Linked DNA regions of Mus musculus: region 1 is linked to region 2. The links are chromatin contacts, called in public HiChIP or PLAC-seq maps. All regions are on one chromosome and are shown on one strand. Each heading gives the region's core, a stretch centred on a gene start, on an enhancer-like site or on the middle of the called end of the contact. The rest is flanking DNA. Distances are from core to core; before and after follow the strand shown. Region 1 overlaps Abl2 (v-abl Abelson murine leukemia viral oncogene 2 (arg, Abelson-related gene)). Region 2 overlaps Tor1aip2 (torsin A interacting protein 2).

Evidence for each region. HiChIP or PLAC-seq counts read pairs in DNA pulled down with a chosen protein or histone mark.
Region 1: a contact with region 2 is called in an H3K27ac HiChIP or PLAC-seq map of extraembryonic endoderm stem cells. The contact joins two enhancer-like sites. A contact is called at or near these places in 14 of 484 Hi-C or Micro-C datasets (the BV-2 cell line, the CH12 cell line, the G1E-ER4 cell line and 11 more) and 12 of 115 datasets of contacts at active chromatin or transcription factors (the NIH/3T3 cell line, the SCID.adh cell line, T-cell acute lymphoblastic leukemia and 8 more).

Annotation. Positions count from the first base shown.
Region 1 is chr1:156,614,759-156,618,476 of GRCm38.p6, reverse strand. The region is part of intron 1 of Abl2 (v-abl Abelson murine leukemia viral oncogene 2 (arg, Abelson-related gene)); the gene reads right to left. Among named protein-coding and RNA genes, the nearest start is that of Tor3a, 58 kb to the left of the region's middle. Within about 2 kb of position 1,351, at least 152 of the 459 cell types and tissues checked have an H3K27ac peak or open chromatin away from gene starts, as enhancers often do. A contact at or near this core is called in the NIH/3T3 cell line, embryonic fibroblasts, extraembryonic endoderm stem cells and 2 more, where this site is marked.
Region 2 is chr1:156,068,149-156,072,101 of GRCm38.p6, reverse strand. Tor1aip2 (torsin A interacting protein 2) reads right to left here. Exons shown (of 7, transcript NM_172843.4): 7 at 3,241-3,953. Among named protein-coding and RNA genes, the nearest start is that of Tor1aip1, 34 kb to the right of the region's middle. Within about 2 kb of position 1,816, at least 44 of the 459 cell types and tissues checked have an H3K27ac peak or open chromatin away from gene starts, as enhancers often do. A contact at or near this core is called in the NIH/3T3 cell line, embryonic fibroblasts, extraembryonic endoderm stem cells and 2 more, where this site is marked.

The DNA.
Region 1 (3,718 bases), core at 102-2,601, 550 kb before region 2:
CTGACTTTTTTTTTTCCACTTGCCTTTTCTTCTGGCTAAAATAGTTGTCTCAAAGATATTTCACTCACTGTCTCAAACCGCCCCCCCAAATTTTTTTTCACTCAAATGTAAACCTTTGAGGACATTTTCTGATGATCCTATTCAAAAGTGCATATACTCCTACATGCATGTATAGTACCTAAGTCTCTTGGGTGCAATGTTTTGAGGCCAGGAAGTTTCTTATTTGTTCATTGACAAATAAGTACAGACACACAGAACAACAACAGCTGCTGCCCCCCCCCCCCAAGAGCTTATTTACAAGAGGCTTTTTTAAAAAGATAACAAAAACCAAAACCAACCAACCAACCAAAGTCCCCGGCATGTGGCACATGGCTGTAACACGGGCACTCCAGAGGCTAAGGGAGGAGGATGTTAAGTCCCACATCACATAAGCACAACATAGCAAGACCCCATCTCCAAACAAACTACCCAGCACACAACAAAAGGTTTGCTGAAGGATAATGTGTGGCTTGCAAACTCACAGCAGGCACTATTAGAGATGAGCAGCAAGCCCCCTGGGGCCACACATAGCTCGGTTTACACTGCATGTCTCTTTAAATGTGATGAACCAAAGTTCCGCACTGACAACTGTCAATATACAGGGAGATATCTAGACATGGTCCATCTGCTCTAGGGAGGGACTTCAGGTCCAAAAGAGGGCTACCAAAGTCAAGGTGTCAAAACGTACAAAGAACGGAGTCCACAGGACAATCCTGTGTAAAATTTAAAGCTATGGGAAGAGTTGGGTATTCTTGTCCCAGGAGAGTTAGGTAATATATTTACTATATAATCAACACATACACAAAAAACTCTTCTTCAAAATTTAATAAATGTAATAAAAGCCAACCACTGGTACATACCCCTGAGATGAAGTGAAAAACACAAGATAAATGCAGTACCTAAGAGACAAGGCCCAGAACCCAAGCCCAGGAGACTGTCTTTCCGTTCCCTGGCCTGGCCGCCCCTCCTGTCTCTGACTCTTACAGAGCTTCCTTCTTTCCCTCCTTCCTTCCTCCTTCTTCCCACTCCTTTGTTCTTGTACAACAAGTTCCTGTCCAATCTGTCTGCACAGGATATCCACAGAAAACATTGCCGGTCCTACCCTCTAGCACCAAACAAAAGGAAAATATCATCAAGTAAAAATGCCCAAATTCCCGCTGAGGCCAAGACTAAGCACGGAGCTAATGAATGATCTTAGCTGGAAGGCTGCGGAGGGATGAGTAAAAGAAACAAGAAGAGGCAGACTAAGAGCACGGCAAAAGCAAAGGAAGCCCTGGAGCCTCAGTGAGCAGGGTCCATGGTATGTTCGCCACTAGTTAAGACAGGCAAGCCCTATGAGTCAGACGTACCGCGCCCAATTCAGTGTCAGTGTGGGCTAGAACTTCTTAACAATGCAAGTTAACTAAATCTTTTAATTGACCCACTGCAATAGCAGTAGATCGTGAGGATGTGGAAAGAAGGCAGCAGAGGACCCCAAACTCTACTGAACTGTGTAAAAGACTTAAGGAACAGAAATATTTTGAGAACCATAAAGAAGTAATTTGTTATCTTTTCTACTGAATCATTTGTAGGACAAATACACACACACACACTCACACACACAAAACAGCAACATACTTAAAACCTATAATAATAAAACTGAAACACAAATTCAAATTTGGATATTTAATGCTTAGCTTATAAAGCACATTTTCAATATTTAAATTGTTACTTTTTTTTTAATCATTCTCATTATAGATTGTCAGGCAGTAATCATTGCCTCAAAGTGTTTTCATTATTTTATATTACTTAACATTATTCTACTTTGTATATGCTCTAAGAGGCTAGGAATTTTTAATAACTCTTCTAAAAACTATTTTAGTTGGGAATATATTTGGTAATTTTCAATTTAGCTTAAGTTTTTCAATCAAGATGTGCCATTTAACATCATTTTACATATTATCCATGTTCTTCCATTCATTACACATTTATTAAAGGTCTAGTATGTTGGGTGTGCTGGTACACACATTTACTCTCAGTTCTCATGAGGCAAAAACAGGCTAGCTACTCTCTCTGAGTTTGAAGCCAGCCTGGTCTATACAGCAAATTCTAGGCTAGCCAGTCAGACAGTGAGATTCAATCTCAAATAAAACAAGACAGTGCTGTGGCACACACCTTAACTCCTGGTGCTGGCTGGCAGACGCAGACAGATCTCTGAGTTCCAGACCAACGGAGGTTACATTTTGAGACCCTGCCCCCCTCCCCATAAAACTGAAAAGATAAACAAGCACACAAACAAGCCATGTAATCCTCACTGAGCCCAGTGGAGACTACAGGAGCAGATAACCCACATTTCATTACTGTGTTGTCTACCCCCACCCCAGCCTCATCTCAACACACCTGTCACGTGGGCCACAGCGAACTCCGAGACATCCCTGCCCAGGCAGGGAAGCAAGGTGTCCTGGTCTCTACAGTAACTGGTTGATGGCAGCTGAACAGGTCCCAGGACCATGCCTTTGGCCGAGCAGCATGAAAAGTTAAACTGTTCTGAATAGAAGAGCCTTAAAATTCCACTCTGGCCAGCAAGCCATACACGTGGGACATTACTCACACAGTCAGGGGCCAGAAGGAACAAAGTGCAAGTTCAACCCACAGGGGCGGAGTCCTGAGTAAGGGTGGAGCCACTCCAAAACCTCAGGGATCCGGTGGGGGTGATGCAGAGGCTATTTCAGTCTCACAGAAGTAACTGTTCACAATACAATCAGCTAGGGTCGGTAAGCATAGAAACTTCCAATCCCGAGGACAGAAGGGGGCATGACTGCTCAGTGTTTCCCTGGAGAAACCTGTTTACAGTACACCACCAAACACTTTGAACAGTCAGGAAACGCCTAACAAGACTCATCTTTTACATCACTCCAGTTAGTTCAAGAAACCACAAATCTAAAGTCAAAGAAATAGCTACAGCGTGACTCATAAACACAGGCAGAAGCGGAGAGCAACTAACTGCCTCCCCTAACAAATGGCCTGTGCGGCTCAGTACAGGTAATGGCCTGGCACAGTGTTCAACTGTGAGTGCTGAAACTTGGAAAGGCAAAAGCCTAACTGTGAACAAAGTGGGAAGGTACACAAAATTTAAGACCTTAAAATAAGAATGATTTATGAGACAAACTAGTAAAGTAAGTAATAAATAATTTACACAGCCGACGAAAATAATTCAGAGAATATATGGGGCACACATTTGTAACACTCTAGCTTGGCTAAGTGGAGGCAGAAGGATTGCAAATTCAAAGCTAGCCTGTGCTACAGAGCCTGCCTCAAAAAAACCTGAACCACAGTATCATAGTAATAGCACTCATAATTACTTATAATAAGGTATTATAAGTAATAATACTTATAACCATACAGCCGGGAATGCCCACTGTACTGATTATTAAGTACCTACTATGTACCATTTATTTAGGTCAATAAAAGAAACACAGTAAAAATTACAGGAAACCATGACCTAAATACCCACATTAAAATAAAAGCACAAGGGCTGCAGAGATGGACTCTTCCAGAGGTCCTGAATTCAATACCTAGCAACCACATGGTGGCTCACAACCATCTGTAATGAGATCTGATGCCCTCTTCTGGTGAGTCTGAAGACAGTGACAGTGTATTCACATAAATAAAATAATAAATCTTTTAAAAATAAAAACTA
Region 2 (3,953 bases), core at 567-3,066:
CGGGAAGTGGTGGCGCAGGCCTTTTATCCCAGCACTTGGGCGGCAGAGGCAGGTGGATTTCTGAGTTCGAGCCAGCCTGGTCTACAGAGTGAGTTCTAGGACAGCCAGGACTACACAGACACAGAGAAACCCTGTCTTGAAAAAACAAAAACAACAACAAAAAAACCAACCTAAACTAGAACCCTCACCGTGATCTTCTAAGGTCCTCTGAACACCCAAGAGTTCCAGATGAAGAAGATGCAGACCTCCAGCCTCTGGCTACTGAGAACCTCCCGGCCCTATTCCTCCTTGACCTGAGTCCCTCCTCCCTTCCTCTCGGCCCTCAGCCCTACCGCTAAGGAGGCTGAGTCAGGAACTGGTAGCAACTAATGGAGAACCTTAAAAGGAAAAAAAATAGGGCTAGGCAGCACAGTTTGTATGAATTCAAAAGTATTTTCTTTTTGTAGTGGCAAAAGAAAAAAAATGTCACACAAAATATGCATTTTAAGCCAATTTGAAGTGCACATAGGATCCCATGGCATGAACTTACAGTGTCCAACGGCCATTACCACTAGCCTTCCAACATTTCTGATGGCTCCTAAAACTCGGTTGTTTTTTTGTTGTTGTTTTTTGGTTTTTGGTTTTTCCAGACAGGGTTTCTCTGTGTAGCCCTGGCTGTCCTGGAACTCACTCTGTAGACCAGCCTGGCCTCGAACTCAGAAATCTGCCTGCCTCTGCTTCCCAAGTGCTGGGATTAAAGGCGTGCACCATCATGCCCGGCTGGTTAAGTCACTCATGTTAGAATTACCTTACTTAGCTCTTCAAAACAAGCTTTAAGCTAGGTTTATTCTGCCTGTCCTGGCAGAAGAATGGAGCCCTGTAAGCTCAAAGCAAGGCTGGATGAGATGTGTCTTTATCTCTACTCCCCACATGAAATCTTCTAAGATAAACCCTGCTCCAAGTACATTCCAAAGGAAAAAAAGGCCGGAAGATAGCTTTGCAACCTACCCTGAGAGACGGCGTGGGGAGACCTGAGCAGGCAGCATACCGAAGATAAGAAAAGGGAGTTCGCAATGGAGAGACTCAGCCATGGGTATGGGACCAAGACACAAGACGTGGTCAGAAAACAAGAAAACTCCCAGCTGGGAGTGCCCGGCTGTTTGCCAGACAGTGGTGGGATGGGATTACTTTCCCCCAGCCTGCGAACACACAGATCCTGAGTTGTGGGGTGGGTGGCAGAGGACTCAAGCAGGCCACAACATAAGGGTGCCCAGGCAAAAGACATCCATTAGTATCCACATACGACTATCTCACTTCCCACTGCCCCCTACAGACTTCTGTCTAGCAATCTGTGCCCCAGACCCCCTCCTTATAGTTCCCAGACTGACAGAGTAGAGGACTAACCAGGAACCAATCGTAGGTCCTCTGTAAGAACAGCGAGTGCTCCTAAGCCCTGGACCATCTCTCTAGCCCCCAGCTTCTCTATTTTTGTTGTTTGCAGATTTTAGCGTCAACCCAAATGAGAGCTTGAGATGACATCTCAAGAAATAATCCCATAGCATTGCTAAATTAACAACTCATCTGGCTTGTTGTTGTTTTTTTTTTTTTAATTTTAAATTACTTTACTTTGATTTACATGCGTGTGTGTGTGTGTGTGTGTGTTTGCTCGCGAGCACGCACGCACGCACTCTCACACATAAGGGTGTCAGGTCCCCTGGAGCTGGAGTTAGACAGTTGTGAGTCATCAAATGTGCTCGATAGGAATTGAACTAGAATGTCTGCTAGAAGAGCAGAGAGCAGTCTCAGCCACTGAGTCATTCCTGCAACCTGAGAGTTCACACGTCCACCACTCGCAGCACCACCGCTGCTGGCCGGTCTGCTGAAGGCTATCTGAATAGCAGGGCTTAGGGATTGTTTGTTTTGTTTTGTTTGTTGCTGTGTTTAATCTTCTCAACGTTGAATGTATTATATAGAAACTCGACTACTACCAGTTTGTGTTTGGCGGTACATATGTAATTTCCTATCCTTTTAACTTAAACACTCAAAAATAAAACCACCACCACATGGCTCCTCTACTGTAGGTAACTGGACAGGGTTTAAGAAGCCCCATTCTCGCCAGGCAGTAATCCCAGCACTTGGAAGGCAGAGGCAGGCAGATCTCTGAGTTCGAGGCCAGCCTGGTCTACAGAGTGAGTTCCAGGACAGCCAGGGTTACACAGAGAAACCCTGTCTGGAATAAAACAAACAAACAAACAAAAAAAGAAGCCCCATTCTCTGCAAGCAAACTCATCTGCACTGTGGCTAGCCAAATGCTCTTAAGATATACTAACTCTTGAAAATACATTTTCCTAAGTTACAAGAATCAAATAGGAAATTAGTCAAGAAACACTTTGGCCCAAGCTGAGGAAGACAGCGGCGTGCAGCACTAGATTCTGAGCATCGAGGGACTGGAGAGGGGGTGGATCCTAGGGTTCTATCTACCCACTAATTCAGGTTCGGCAACATCCTCAGAGCAAACTTTTCTTTTGTTCTGGTGTGTGTGTCTATCCATCTGTCTGTCTGTCTGTCTGTCCTTCCTCAGGCACAGTCCACCTTGTTATTTGAGGCCCAGAGCGTGTCAAGTAGTTAGGGTGGCTGGCTCTCAAAGCCCCAGGGATTTTGTGTGTCCCTTGCTTCCGCCATGCTGGGTAACAAGCCTGTGCCTCTACACCCAGCTTTTTAAAACAAAACAAAACCGGGTGTTGTCAAGATGGAACTCAGGTGCCTGTTCTTCCAAGGCAGGCTTTTACCGAGCTATCAACCCAGCTCTGAAAATGATGTGTGTGTGTGTGTGTGTGTGTGATTCCTGGGTGTAAAGATTCAGTCATTTGCAGGAAGCCCAACTTGTTATGCGGATGCAGGAATCCAATTTCTGCTCCTCAGGTTTGTGCACTTTATTAAGCCATCTCTTGAGCCTCTAAATTCGAGTTTTAAATACAAACCACCTTCCTACTTTCCAACATACAAGATGCTGGACACCCCACCCACACTTAATACATCCCCAGTCAGCAAGCCTCATGTTTGGACCACTCCCAAGGCTGTGCTCACTCTTCCCCTGGTCAAGAGAGAGCCAGGTGGGGGTAAATGCCCCACAGCCACTGCCAAGGGTGGTGGAGGAGTCCAGCACACCGCCTGCATGGCCCCTCGTCCCTGACAGCCGCAACACCACCCGATGCTTCAGAATCCTTTTGACTCTTCCCACCACTAACAACCGCACACCCATTTTCATAAATTCTTTATTTTGGAAATTTTAGTAAAAAATCAGTCAGGAAAAATTGAAGAGATTTATTGTATAGTAATCAGACAATTGATTTGAATAAGGCACATTCAACATCATCACTATGGAAATGAATGCAAAAAGCAGTTATGGTGATTTGGTAAGTTTGACAAGCCATTACATTTGTAAATATATAAAGGCAAAACTCTATGGGGTTAAGAAATCTTTGTTAGAGAAAGTAAGAGTGTTGGTGAAAATCATTTTTGCTGCACTACTCTCGTGTTCACAGGCTGCATCTGTCTGTCATAGCCAACATCCGTGCTCACAGTGCTCCTGTCTTTAACAAGACTGTGGACCAAAGGCTGTGAGACAAAGCTGTACCATCAGCCACAGTGATTGGGGGTGGGGGTGGGGCACATAAGCCAATGGGAAGGGTACTGAGCCTCACTACTCCCCCTAAGCCTGCGGACTTCCAGGTAAAAGTTACTAAAATTAGTTCAGTGTTAAGAACTCTCTAGAGCTTTTCTGACAATCTCTGAGTGGTGCCCAGAAGAACCCTAAATTTTACCTGAAAGGGAAAGAAAGACCCAAGTCTAAAGACAGTTTCTATTTCCCCTGCTTGCTTCTAAGACTTGGTATTACTCAAGAAGGGATTCCTAGTTAAAAACAAACAAAAAAAACCCCACCACCAATAAAAAACATACACACACAGGCAAAT